Regions from separate parts of the Mus musculus genome. Here region 2 is linked to region 1. Evidence: chromatin contacts called from public HiChIP or PLAC-seq data. All regions are on one chromosome and are shown on one strand. The core of a region is the stretch at or near the end of the contact, and the rest is flanking DNA. Distances in the headings are between cores, read along the strand shown.

The links. HiChIP or PLAC-seq counts read pairs in DNA pulled down with a chosen protein or histone mark.
Region 2: a contact with region 1 is called in an H3K27ac HiChIP or PLAC-seq map of embryonic stem cells, with 6 read pairs. The contact joins two enhancer-like sites. A contact is called at or near these places in 4 of 39 promoter capture datasets (cranial neural crest, liver and pre-B cells), 2 of 484 Hi-C or Micro-C datasets (embryonic stem cells and nephron progenitors), 2 of 115 datasets of contacts at active chromatin or transcription factors (craniofacial prominence and embryonic stem cells) and 3 of 9 other capture datasets (adipose tissue, liver and pancreatic islet).

What each region holds. Positions count from the first base shown.
Region 1 is chr11:83,973,254-83,976,579 of GRCm38.p6, forward strand. All of the region lies in intron 2 of Synrg (synergin, gamma), which reads left to right. Among named protein-coding and RNA genes, the nearest start is that of Synrg, 10 kb to the left of the region's middle. Within about 2 kb of position 1,653, at least 14 of the 459 cell types and tissues checked have an H3K27ac peak or open chromatin away from gene starts, as enhancers often do. A contact at or near this core is called in embryonic stem cells, where this site is marked.
Region 2 is chr11:84,080,690-84,084,015 of GRCm38.p6, forward strand. Tada2a (transcriptional adaptor 2A) reads right to left here. Exons shown (of 16, transcript NM_172562.3): 15 at 1,349-1,422. Among named protein-coding and RNA genes, the nearest start is that of Dusp14, 14 kb to the left of the region's middle. Within about 2 kb of position 1,487, at least 3 of the 459 cell types and tissues checked have an H3K27ac peak or open chromatin away from gene starts, as enhancers often do. A contact at or near this core is called in embryonic stem cells, where this site is marked.

The DNA of each region.
Region 1 (3,326 bases), core at 403-2,902:
CTGTGCTCAGATATCCCGGATTTCCATCAAATGGTCTAAGATATTCTGTACTTAGAAAACTGTGTTTACCATCATGTCATGTGTAGTTCATTGCTTTGCATTTTTCAACACTTTGATGTAAAAATCCACATATGGAACACAGAAAATGAACAAGAAAAAGATCCAAAGATTGCCTGATACTTCTAATTCTAAATGGAATTTTTGAAGACATTTATTGTGTGTGTATGTGTTTGTATGTGTGTGTCTGTATGTGTGTGTCTGTATGTGTGTGTCTGTATGTGTGTGTGCCTGTCTTAGTCAGGGTTTCTATTCCAGCACAAACATCATGACCAAGAAGCAAGTTGGGGAGGAAAGGGTTTATTCGGCTTACACTTCCATACTGCTGTTCATCACCAAAGGAAGTCAGGACTGGAACTCAAGCAGGTCAGGAAGCAGGAGCTGATGCAGAGGCCATGGAGGGATGTTCCTTACTGGCTTGCTTCCCCTGGCTTGCTCAGCCTGCTCTCTTATAGAACCAAGACTGCCAGCCCAGAGATGGCACCACCCACAAGGGGACCTCCCCCCTTGATCACTAATTGAGAAAATGCCTTACAGCTGGATCTCATGGAGGCATTTCCTCAGCTGAAGCTCCTTTCCCTGTGATAACTCCAGCTGTGTCAAGTTGACACACAAAACCAGCCAGTACAGTGCCTGAGTGCATATTTGTGTACGGCTGAATGTTGGAGTCTATGAAGGTCAGAAGAGTTGTCATATCACCAGGAACTGGAGCTACCTGTGGTTTTAAGTCACATGCTGGGACCACAGAGGTGCTGGGGATCGAATCCAGGTCCTCTGTCAAGAGCAGCATGTGCTCTTAACCATCGTTTTGGAGGGGTTTGCTGTTACTGTTGTTTTTAGTGACTTTTTTTTTTCTCCTTAAAAATGCATGTAGTTTGTGTCTGTGTATCAGTCCCGCAGTAGGTGTGTACATGTAGGTAGGAGGATAGATAGTTCATGTGAGTTGGTTCTCTCCTTCCGCCAGGAAGGTTCTAGGTATTGAACTTAGGTTGTCAGGTTTGCCCCTTCCCCACTGAGGCAACTCACCAGCTCTTGTTCTGTTTTTGAGACAGGATTTCATGTGCCCCAGGCTTTTCTGGAACTCACTATGAAGTTGAGAGTGACCTTGAACTCCTGATCCTCCAGCCTCTAACTCCAGGGTATGGGGATCACAGGCTTGTGCCACCTTGTCCAGCATGAGGGCTTTTTAAAAGCATTTTAGAGTAGGCTTTTCATCATTTGAAGACTTGAAGCACAGATCATTTCTAAAAACATTCACAACAGCAGTGCTGCCCACAGTACAGTGTGGACTTGATCGAGAGAGAAGGAGAGAAAACTTACTTTTCACTCTGTACACTTTTGTGCTTTAAATGTTCCATTCAAAATACCCGAACCACCCATTCAAATGCAGAATGACCATTAGGACGTAACAATGGGAGAGGGACAGGCTGTGTCGCCTCTGTTCTGGTCACCAACAAGACCCCACACTCTCTGCCTTTGGTGTCCTTTCAGTTCTCTTTCTTGGATGTCTGTGTTGCTGGCTCCTTCCTTCCTTCAGGTCCTTGTACTCATACCCCCTGCTCACAAAAGCATGCCACAGAAGAGCGAGGGCTGGGTCCTCTGGCTCCTGTCTTCCCATTGTTCTGTAGTCTTGCCCCAGCTCTTATGGTGACTTGACCTGTAGGGGTTTGGTTTTTTGTTTTTATTGTTTGTTGTCTCCAATTACAGCATGATTTCCATAGGGTAAAGTTCTGGGTCTGTTCACTGCTGTGCTGTTAGGATGCTGGCTGCCATGGAGTAGACCCTGGAGAATCTGAACAAAGCACTGAATGGGTCAGCAAGTAGCCTGCCTCTGCCAGCTGTTTCCTGTCGATGCAAATATTTGTGCTTCTGAAATTAGGCAGTAAGAAACACGGAGAGCAAATGATGAAACAAGAGAGATGTGTATATTGTTTTTTCCCTTTACTGTGTAGTATATGTTTGGTTTCTGAAATAGCATCTGACTGTATATTCCTACCTCTAGCCTCTCTAACCTCTGTCCTGCCCTAGTCTACCCACTGCTGGAATTACAGGCAGTTTCCACCATGATATCTCTGTGCTTCTTTCAGATGAATATTTGTTAAAGAAAGAAAGTGAGGTGGGGTGGGGGGGCATGATGGTTAAGCCAGTACTCAAAGGCAGACAGGCAGATCTCTGTGATATGAGACCAGCCTAATCTATACAGTAAGACCCTGTCTCAAAAATAAACCAGGAAGCAAAACCTCATTACCTGCAGCATTGCATTATCGTCCACAATTGGGAACCACAAATCAAGTTTTTACAGTGTTCCTGTGGTGTAAAGTAAACTGGTGATTTTTATATTGGGCTGCATTCATGATTATCCTCAGATCAGCTGCATGCAGCCCACAGGGTGCACATGCCTGATAGGATTGATAAGCTTGAGGGTGTGGTAAAGTGCAAAATTAGAACATAATTTGTGCTCAGGCTGTTTTATTCACTGCCAAGCATAAGGCATATGGAACTGTCCCCTTTTATAGGAGACACTGATTGTTTACTAAACCCCAAAGGGCTATTTGTACTTCTCTGCTCTTGGGACTATTTCACTGGAGAAATTTAGGAGATACAAATGCACACGAGACGTTCCCCATGGTTTTCCTGTCCCCGTGTTATATGTGCTTCACACAGCAATGGCTGTGTAAGTGTTCATGTAAGGACAGGGAAGAAGAATAAAATTACCTTGACATAATAAGCATTAAGCTATTTTACAGATGAGAAACGAGGGCACAGACGAAGTTGAGAAAAAACAGGAGTGGTGGTATACACATGTAATTCCCGCACCCAGGAAGTTAGAGGCCAGCCTGGCTATAAAGTTAGTTCTAGAGTGTGGGGGAGGGTCTCAGAGACACGTACAAACATACAGAGTAAGGGAACAAACAAGCAGATAACCCAATAGATAGTAAGCAACCCATTCATTCGGCTCCCAGAGTTCATGATCGTACGTGTTATTATCTACTGTTATGTAGTAGGCAATCCCCAAACTCTACAAAGTAAGCATCTTGTTATGCTGTTATGTGCCTAGGAGTCAGGAATTCAAGCGGGGCTTTGCTGGAGGTTCTGGCTCAGAGCATCTTGTGAGTGGTAGTAAAGCTGTCAGGCAGATTTGCAGGCATCGGAAAGTTTTGTGGAGTGGAAAGATGTGCTGTTCCTAGGATGTAGCAGGGCCTCCCCAGCACAAACACTCCAAAAAAGCAAGAAGATAACAACTGCCCTTGGGAGCCAAGGTGCAGTGG
Region 2 (3,326 bases), core at 237-2,736, 110 kb after region 1:
CTGCATCGTGACTTCTTAAATGCTATGGATCAGCAGGTGGGGAGACAGACACTAGGAACTGCAATGGAGCAAGAGACTAGCTCCTCTTCTGTTACATTTTTTGTTGGTTGGTTTGGTTTTAAGACAGGGTCTTTGGTAGTGCAGGCTGCCTTTGCCCACGAGATAGTTGAGAGTTGTGGGTTGGCTTGAACTCCTGATCTTCCTGCCTCAGGCCCCAACGGCTGGGATAAAGGTACCACCCAAGTAGATTTTTTGTTTGAGATAGCCTCTTTGCTCTCAGGCTTTCTAGTGCTAAAATTAAAGATATATTCAGGAGATTGTCCCTGTGTTGCTGTTTTAACGTGCAGACCTTAAAACAGCAACACAGGGACAATCTCCTGATGATAACGCTAAAAGAACAATACTATTGAAAATCAAAATTAGCCAGGCGTGGTTGCGCACGCCTTTAATTCCAGCACTTGGGAGGCAGAGGCAGGCGGATTTCTGAGTTTGAGGCTAGCCTAGTCTACAAAGTGAGTTCCAGGACAGTCAGGGCTATTCAGAGAAACCCTGTCTCAAAAAACCAAATAAATAAATAAAAATTAATCCATTAATGTGCCATAGGTGTGCTTGTGTGTGCCAGTGCACCTGAGAGGCAGAGCTAGGCAGATATCTGTTGAGTCTGTGGCCAGGAGCACTACATAGGGATTTAGTTAGTTACAGGCCAGTCAATGTTACATTGTGAGACCCTGTGCAAACTACATATGACACTGAATTATTTTCCCTACACTTATAAACATGCTGTGGAGACAACTACAAAAACATTTTAAGTGATGGTTACATTGTTAGAATAAATGTAGAACAACTTCTCTTTTTTTTTTTGTTTTGTTTTTTCAAGACAGGGTCTCTCTGTATAGCCCTGGCTGTCCTGGAACTCACTTTGTAGACCAGGCTGGCCTCGAACTCAGAAATCCGCCTGCCTCTGCCTCCTGAGTGCTGGGATTAAAGGCGTGCGCCACCGCGCCCGGCTAAATTCAGAACTTCTGAAAGCACCCATTTTAATAAGAAAGTCCTATTTTCATGTAAAAGCTACTTTAGTCTACAAAAAGTCTGACTTACACTAAATGCTCAATAAATGACAGCCGCCACTATTACTTAAGTGACATTGTTCCATAAGCTTCTCTCTGAAGGGGAGAGGTAGCTGAAAGATGAGAGCAGTTTTCTGCTGCTTGCCAAGGTTAGCTCTTTAGCTCCCAGACTTCTCAGACAAGTGCAGTGAAACAGGTTTGACATTGTAATGGATTGTAACGAGAACGGATGGATCAGTCAGCCCCTCTTTTCTTTCCTCCAGTTCCCTCCCTTTTATTACCTCCTTTTCCTTTTCATTGAGTTTCTCTGTACCAGGGAGACCCGTGAGGTTCAATGGTGGTGCACTTCGCCTTCCTATGGACGCAGATTCAAAAGAACAAATATCTCAGAGGTGTAACTATTCAAGTGTAAAACAGAAAGCCTGACCCACTCCTGTAGGCTGGTTTAGCTAGCTCCTCAGTCAATAAAGTGGTTTGAATGAGAACAGCCCCAACAGGCTGATATTTAAATGTCTAGTCCCCAATTGGTGGAACTGTTTGGGAAAGATTAGGAGGTGTGGCCTTAATAGAAATATGTCACTGGGGGGAGGTGGTGGGCTTTGAGGTTTCAAAAGCCTCTAGTTATTCCCAGTGTGTGCTCTGCTTCCTAACTGCAGGTCAAGATGACAGCCCTTGGCTCTTTCTGCTGCCATACCTTTGCCCTGGATCGTGGAGTCTAATTCTTTGCAACCATAGCCCAAATAAACCCTTTCATTTATAAGTTGCCTTGGTCAAGGTGTCTTATCATAGCAGTAGAAAAAGTCACCAACACAGTCACTCTAACATTCATTTGAAATAAAAATAACAATCTATAAGCTCTCTGCCCTATCAAAGTACAGATACGATCATGCACACCTTCGTCTCAATGAATGATCGGCATAGTGGAGTCATTAGTTATCTGTTTCTCTCAAACAGGTTCCTCTAAATTCTGGAACCAGATGTCCATCCTGAACAGAAAGAGTATGTTCTAATCTGTCTTGACAGCTGACAAACGGAGACAGGAATCCCTCAGGAGATATTCTCTCTTGTCACTAGTCTTTAGCAGGACAAGTCACACGTGGTAATTAACCAAGTACTATATACCTTCAGATCAAAGGCAGAGTCACCACCAAAGGTCTTGCTTGTTCATTTATTTTTCTTTGAAAAGAAGTGGGTGATGTTTAACTCAAAAGATCCACACTGGAACAAGCCAAATGCTATAGTTACTATATAGTAAAGCAGTGACCAACTTCATGTCTGAGAAAGAAACCTAAGCAGGAGGCAGCCAGGCCAGACTAATGTGTGGTTTTGTTTTGTTTTGTTTTTTTAAACTGTATTGTGATGGGCATAAAGTGTGTATGGTGCAAGGCACAGATGTGAGGTCAGAGGACAACTGTGTGGTGTTAATCCCCACTTCTAGCTTTAGTGGCTTGCTAGTCTCGCATCCAAGCATCTTTTCCTTGGAGCCATCACCTGTGCCTGGTTTTATTCTGAATTTAGTCTTAGGATGAATGCTCAGATGGGGATGGATGCAATGAGGTAAGTTTTATGAGGGCTGGCACTGGAACGGGGCAGAAGGAACTGCTTAATTTGTTCTGGAAAACCTGATTCTCAAGGACATCAAAAGGGCCGAGGGCTTACCCTGCTCAGAAATAGAGATGAAATCATGGACTACCTCGAAAGTCTCTCCCAAGGCTAGGCTACAATCATGAATGCCGGGCTCCCAATCTTTACTGCTTGAAGAGCAACTCAGAGCATAAATGGGAACCAGGAAACTCAACAATGACACAAGGGGAAGGAAGGCAGGCAGGCCAACTTAGGAGGAAATTGTGAGTGACACAGAAAAACCAAAAAAAAAAAAAAAAAAAAAAAAAAAGCTGTGTACTCAATTTAATTAGCAAGTATTAAAATTTTTAAATGCTTCTTTTACAAAAAAATCCAGGTTCAGTTTCCAGCACTCAATTAGGGAGCTCACAACTGTCTGTAACTCTAGTTCCAGAAGACCTGATGGCCTCTGCAGGCACATGTGGTGTGTGTGTGTGTGTCAGTATCAGGCACATACACTTAAAAAAAGTACTTGAAACAAAGGAAAATGATTATCTACTAAGTGCCTGAATCTGAGCACTATTAGAAAAATATGACTTTCCATTCTCCTAACTCAGTCTCCCAGTGCTGGGGTTACACGTGAGTGTCATCATAGCTAGTGTTACAGAAAAAATTTCAAAGGTTTGTGTTACAGAG